2 separate regions of the Gossypium hirsutum genome follow, and region 1 is linked to region 2. The links are chromatin contacts, called in public Hi-C maps. All regions are on one chromosome and are shown on one strand. The core of a region is the stretch at or near the end of the contact, and the rest is flanking DNA. Distances in the headings are between cores, read along the strand shown. Region 1 holds the start of LOC107950468 (probable serine/threonine-protein kinase DDB_G0276461). Region 2 holds the start of LOC107950451 (pre-mRNA splicing factor SR-like 1).

What was found. A called contact is a pair of places that touch in the nucleus more often than the background predicts.
Region 1: a Hi-C map of hypocotyl shows a contact between it and region 2, with 2.8 times the contacts expected there. The contact joins the promoter of LOC107950468 here to the promoter of LOC107950451 in region 2. A contact is called at or near these places in 3 of 34 Hi-C or Micro-C datasets (hypocotyl and leaf).

What each region holds. Positions count from the first base shown.
Region 1 is chrA08:7,745,721-7,749,168 of Gossypium_hirsutum_v2.1, forward strand. LOC107950468 (probable serine/threonine-protein kinase DDB_G0276461) reads right to left here and starts at 1,480. Exons shown (of 8, transcript XM_016885318.2): 1 at 1,319-1,480; 2 at 393-922; 3 at 1-78. The coding sequence starts at 856.
Region 2 is chrA08:7,596,091-7,599,814 of Gossypium_hirsutum_v2.1, forward strand. It overlaps LOC107950451 (pre-mRNA splicing factor SR-like 1), which reads right to left and starts at 1,422. Exons shown (of 5, transcript XM_016885301.2): 1 at 1,190-1,422; 2 at 455-756. The coding sequence starts at 742.

The DNA of each region.
Region 1 (3,448 bases), core at 230-2,729, 150 kb after region 2:
TTGGTTGACGTGCTCCCAAAATCACACAACTTCCATAATCCATCAGAACCCAACAGAATGTTCTCAGCTTTCAAGTCCCTGCAAAAATCAAAATGCCAAGAAGTAAAGAAACATGCACCTGAGAGCAGTTATAACGAATGTGGAAAAGATTTCGACTTTAGGCCTTATAAATTGGGATCATGGCATCTTTTTTTATTTGATCATATTTTCATTTCTCTTATTCCCGTGTCAAGGGGAAAAAAGGCTGGCGTGTGGCAGTACCACATAAAAGATGTACAAAGCAATCCAAAGCTACAAAAAGTTTTTTAAGTTAAACTTCAATGAAAGGTAAAAGCTCAATTCGAAGTTCATGTGCTCAACCTAAAAACTTGAGGAGCTTTAGGACCAAATACCTGTGAGCAATTGGCGGGGACTGGCAATGCATTGCAAAGACTGCATTGCAGATATGCAAGAAAATGGTAAGAATCTGTTTCTCCTCAAAATAGGCAGTTCCTCTGGTTTCTAAGAAATTAACAAGAGATTTATCACAAAATTCCATGACAAGAAGGGCTTCCTTGGTCCTTCCCATATCCAAGATCGTATGTGCATAAAGTGTGATGACGTTCGGGTGTCCTTTAAGTGATTTCAACACACTGATCTCCTTGACAACCAACTCCAATGACTCTTGATCATTGCATATGATGTGCTTCAAAGCATACTGCTTTGAAGCATGTAGAGCATCCTTAGCTAAGTAGACACAAGAGAAGCCACCCTCGGCAATAACATTCCGAACATGAAGTTTAAGATTGGCAACGTCAAGGGTTCGGCCCTCGAGCCCTGCAGGCTCTTTTTGCAAAAATGGCTTGAACCTCCACATTGTTGGTAGAATGAACCCACAAAAGATGAAATGCGAGAAACCCCGATCAACTATAATTAAGGGTATCTAAAACAGAGCAATACCAAAAACAAAAAAAAGGGAAATTACTAATATGAAATACAAAGATGACGAAATGATGATAGTTATTAATTATAATAGAGTGCCTAACCTAAGAAAACAATTATTAATGAATGCACATATAACAACAGCAGATCTAAATACACTTCAATATTGGGGGTAGCACAAAACAAGCAAATTGCAATCAAGATCTCAATTTTCATCCAGACCCAAAACCCAGATATCTTCAATCACTTCCATTACTTGATGGGTTTTATTATTATTATTGCTTCCAAATTTGTGTGTGGATCGAGTGGTGGGTAGCAAAAGAGTGGGTGGGCAGCTACGTAGGTAAATCAATAAAAATGAATCTAAAGAGGAAGAAGAAGATCATGGAGAATGTACCTGGTTAGATCAAGTAGAGTGAAGGAAGGACTTGATAGAAACAGATGATCCACAATTGAGTAAAGATGACCCAGAAGAGAAGATGTGGTTTTTGCTTTTGCTTTTGCTTAAAGATCTGATTTTTGAGACCTTTTTTGTCTTTGCGCGTTGCCTTATTCCTCAATATTAAAAATTATCCTAATAAATAGATACATCAATCAAACACTACTCCTAACTCCTAACTCCTAATAATTTTCATAACCAAAAAATAAAAAATAAAAGAATAATCCTCCTATTTATTTTTACACACATTTATTTGAAAATGGATCATTTTCCAAATTTTCAAAAATAATTAAATAAATAAATCAAGAAATTAACCTTTTCAAATCATTAATACAATATTATATTTTATATTCATGTATTCACATGTACTTAAATATCTACAATTGAAATAAATCAAATTTTATTTTACATAATAAATGGAAATTCATTATATGGATATGAGATGTATCCTTTCTAAAAATATGCAATTTTATTATTTAATAATTATTAAATTATAATATAAAAAAAACAATTCCAGTGCTATAATTTAATATATTTATATACAAATAATTTTGTTACAAAAAGTTACTTGTTACATACGGAACCAGACTTGGAACATATAGATTTGAGGTAGTTTGTCGGCTAGTTATTGGAGGGGTAGGGTGTATGTATGTAACCAAGTAACATGCCTTGCCCTGAACCCAACATATGCTATGCTGGCTGAGGCTCCCTTTTTTCAAGGCGAAGCCAATGGCTTTTAAATTTTAATATGTTTCTCATTTCTATATAGTTGATGATTTAATTTTCATAGATTTTAATTTTAGGCATTGAAAAATAAAACAGTTGAGTTAAAAATCATTGTTGTTTTAGTCAGTATTATTATTTATTTTTATCATTTATTCTACATTTATTTTAATTACTCAATTTTAATATAAATTTTAGAGTTTTTATATGAAAAAACTCATGTTTTTAAGTGAATTTCTTTTTTACTTTTTAGAATTAATTTTAACTTTTTTTTCTCGTATAAAGAAAACCTAAGATTTTTCAATGAATTATTTAACTATTTATAAGAAAAAATCATTTTATCTTTTTAATTTCATTTAATTTTTATTCCAGCGAAAATAAAAAACTTAAGGGTTTATAAAGAGTATTTATAGGAAAGACTTTAGATTTTAACAAGGAAAAACTATTTTAGTTTTTAATGAACTTTTTTTTCTCTCTTTTAAATTAATTTTAGTTTTCTTTTCTCGTAACAATGAAAAAATTTAGGTTTTTCTATTTAATTACTTTAGTTTTTATAGGGGATTGAGTTATAAAAAAAGAATTAAGTTTCATCTTTATAGTTAAATAACTCAATTTTCTGTAAAAATATAATTTTTTTAAAAAATAACATTATTTTTAGAAAAATAACAAACGATCAAAATGAAAATAGTTTTTAATGGTAGTGTCTAAAATGATTTTTTTATTATTTAAGATTCAATATGAAAACTTATAAAAGTTAGATGACTAACTAGTTAATTTACTCTCTTTTTTTTCTTAACACAAAAAAATAAAAATAAAAAAAAATAGTAAATCTTTTATTTGTTTTTTGTTTTGGAGAAAATATGAGAGGAACATTGATTGGAATATATGACCTTGTGCCTCGTGACTTATGACCAACCGTACTATGTATAGGCTTTAAGTTGTGAAAGTGGAAAGCAGGCTATGATTAGGCGAGTAAATAGTTAGGGGCTGAATAATACGCACTCATATGGCCCTGCATCCGCATGTAGGCCTACTAAGCTATATGAACCCTACAACAATATATTGGGCATTTGGCAATACTGTCTATTTTGTAGGGCTTTCATTTTTGGATGAATGGTAATAGAAAGTATTCCAAAATGAATTGGGATTTTTTAGTACCGTAAGGGCTTTGGTCTTTTTAATTAAAATGGAGAAATTATTTTTTGATTTTTTCCTAAATTTAATAATTTAGTTTACATCATTTCAATCAAAATTATTTTCTTTGAATCTAAAATTTTATAATTTTATTTCGATCTCTAGTACAAAACTCACAGGTTTAACCAAATATATGATATAATTTTTGAGAATGTGATAAATATTTAAAAT
Region 2 (3,724 bases), core at 172-2,671:
TCGCAACTCAAAGAAAAAATCACATGTCAACCTTTGTTTGTAGCAATCTGCTATGTAAAACAATTATATTATAATGCTCACATATTTGTTTTTACAAAAAAAAGAAGAAAAATAAGGCAAACTTGGTGAGGCAGTCCACTTGACTAAGCAAGCACTTATAACTTTTAAAATGTCCAAAAATACAAACAACAATGATAGAGTAACTAAGTCATGTTTAAACCATAATCAGGTTGTAATGACAACTTCAGGTTCACAACAATACTAATGAACTATAAGTTGATAACAACTGTACAAAAGTGGGAAAGCTCAGCTGCATTACACATCAAAGATCAATAGACATCAATAAATGCAAAAACAATGGTGAAACGACTATCCATCCTCTCTTCCAACAAACAACTTCTACATGGTTGGGAAAAAAAAAAAAGAGAAGATAAACAGGAAAATTTCCACTTACTGCTCTAATGTAAGGAGAATCAGGGTGCTTCAGTAGCCCATGCATTTGCTTGACAGTAAGTTTCATGGTAAAAAACTTGTAAAGAAGGCAGAATGCAGTAGAAGGACCACGACAATTCCCAGTCATCCACGGTTCGACATGATCAACTTGATTGTAAATTTCATCAATGACTTCATGGTAAGTCTTTAGTCGGTAAAGCTCTTTGAAATAATCAGAGGATAATATATTCATACAAAGCACCTTCTCTAACAGCGAATCAATCGGTTTACCACATGTCTGTATCTCCATGACAATACCCCGCACTGTCAACACAAGAATACACCACACAAAGTGTCATAAATCATAACCTTACTCCGCTCAAAGTAACATCATCTGATTTTCGAGAGAAAAGAAACAGACACAGAAGAACCAGAAAACCCATCCTGATTTCTAATATCTAAAAACAAAAACCTTGAAATTATTCGAAATACGAAAACCAACCCTAATCAAATTAATTGGAAATAAGGTATTTTCTTTAAAACATCGTACGTAGAAGCATATTAATCGTCAATCAAATCTCAAAACCTTAATAAGTACAAAAGACAAAGCGAATCCCTTGAAAATTTTTCATTTAACAAAATATCCACGGCCAGAATCGCAATAAACGAATAAAGAGAAGAAGTAGATAGATTCAACATAAGATAAGGGGGAAAACCGAGAAATCATAAGGAAAGGATGAGGAATTGAGAAACGCACCACTAAAAAGCGTGAGAGTGATGAAATTTTGGGAAGGAATCAAAGCAATTGACAGGAGGAGGATAAACAATAAACCCTAAGTCGAAGAGAGGAGAGCTTAGGCTTAGCTCTTTAGTTAACCAAACTTTTTCCTATGGCGACCGAACCATGACCCACGGCTATATCAAGAATAGACCCGAGGCCATGTGATGCATTCAATATTAAAACATTAAAAAATAAACACAGATGATTCTACAATAAAAACATATAGTTTGAGATTAATTATATATGTTATTGGCAGATTAAAAATATGCATAAAATATATTAAAATGTAAATTTAATTTGTGTATTTAAATTTTATTATATATATTTTTTTCAAACAAAAATATTAAAATACACTTAAATAATATTTTAATTACGAAAAGATATTTTTGTAATTTTTTGATTGATTTGGTAACTCAATTTAAGGTGACATTAACTCAGTTAATGACTTAATAAATAATATTTATATTTAAATTTAGATTTAAAATTATTTTATTAATAAATAATATTGAACCCATTCGTGAAAAAGTCTTTGTAATAAATTTATCAAATAATTACATGAAAAACAAATGTAGGGTTAAAAGTATTATGAAGGCTCTTGTACTAAAAATCAATATGTATTTACTCTTTTTACTCAAAAAAATGTGTAAATTAGTCAATATACATTAGATTAATAGCAAACTAATGATTTCTATAAATAATTTCATCTATTTCTATTGTTAAAAACTAGTGTTGCTAATAGAATAACCAAACAGTTACATATGATATGTCACATGTACCTCATTCTAACATAAATGAACCAGTTTTTAACAGTAGAATTGATGATTTTTTTAATAGAATGACCAGTTATCTTTTTTACCTAATGTACAAAGACTAATTTACTTATTTTTCTAGTAGAAAGAACAAAATGTAATCTAATTTTTAATATAAAGGCTTTCATGATACTTTTGTCAAAATTTTGAAGTCTATACATATTTCTAAGCTATATGTAAAAACAAAAGAACCCTCAAAATTATATATGTTAGGTTTATAAAAAATCTTGGATTTTATTAAAAAAAAATTGGATTTTGGGCGATTCATAAAGACCCTACACGTGCTGCTCCAACAAGCAAACTTTGGCTGGAGCGGAAGGTTGATTGTATGCGCTTGTCGAAGCGAAATAAACTTACCGCTAAAGCGGGAGGTTGTCTATTTGTGCACTTTGGAACGAAAAAATCTTCCACTGAAGCGGAACTGCCTTAATTACTATGTCAAGCTATCCTTTCTTCATGTTATCTCAGAATTACATTAAGTAAGAAATGTCGTAACCATTTGTTTAAAAAAAGGGATCGACTTGATTTTGAAAACGAAATTTAAAATGAGAGTCACCATCGATCTTGATTTGGTATGATCGGATCACATTTGTTTTAATAAAACAATTTTAGTTTACTAAAATGACATTTTGGTCTGCGAAATCCAAGAGAATAGGTTCGGGAGTCGGTTACGTGCGAGGAAGGATTAGCACCCTCGACACACCCAAAAATTGGTACCGAATTAATTAGTTAATGTCTTAATGTCGAAAGTTGAAAATCGGGAATGGATTTTAAATACGATCCTTTTTTATTGACGTCGATTTTAAAAATGCTTGAGTTAGCTCAAAATGATTATTAAAGATTTCCTCGTCTCAAGATATCGGAGTATCACATCCTGTAAGTTAGGACGCAATACCATGAACTCCCGAGCGCAAGTGTATCTTCATTTAAATTGGGATTCCATGCATTTTAAACCCAAAAGGATACTTAGCTATTTAGAATCAACGAGAGAGTCGAAACCCCGTAAGTTAGGGCACAATTCTTCGATGTTTCAAAACGCGAAACATTGCCTTGTTTTGAAATTTTGTTTTTGAAATAATAGCGAATACGATATTTAAACAACATGTATTATTTATTTAGGTAAAAATAAAGTGATTTATTGGATAAATGTTGTAACACCCCTTACCCGAGACTGTTTCCGGAGTCGAGCACGAGGCATTACTTAGCTTATCTTACCAATTCGGAGCATAAAAACTAGGTTTGAAAATTTATTTCATTATTCGCAGCAAATCTGTCCAATCGCGCAGCAGTTACTAAATTAATTATAACTTGAGCTACAGAACTCGAAATTTAATTCCGTAAATTTTCCCTGAAACTAGACTCATATATCTACTCACCATAAAATTTTTAGAATTTTTGGTTCAGCAAATTAGTACAGTTTATTAGTTAAAGTCTCCCCTGTTTCACCACCTGACTGCCCTGACCTCTAGTCACTAAAAATAAGTTTTCTCACTGTAGGATTTTCATATGAAGTTCTTATTTGTTTCTACAGAAAATAGACTCATTAAGAAATCTAAGCATGTAAATTTCAACTCATAACCATTTTTGTACAATTTGTAATTATTTTCTAAACTCAGAACAGGGGACTCCAAAAACAGTTATGACCCTATCTTACTAAAATTCACATATCTTAAAATATAAATTTCCTTTTTCTACACCGTTA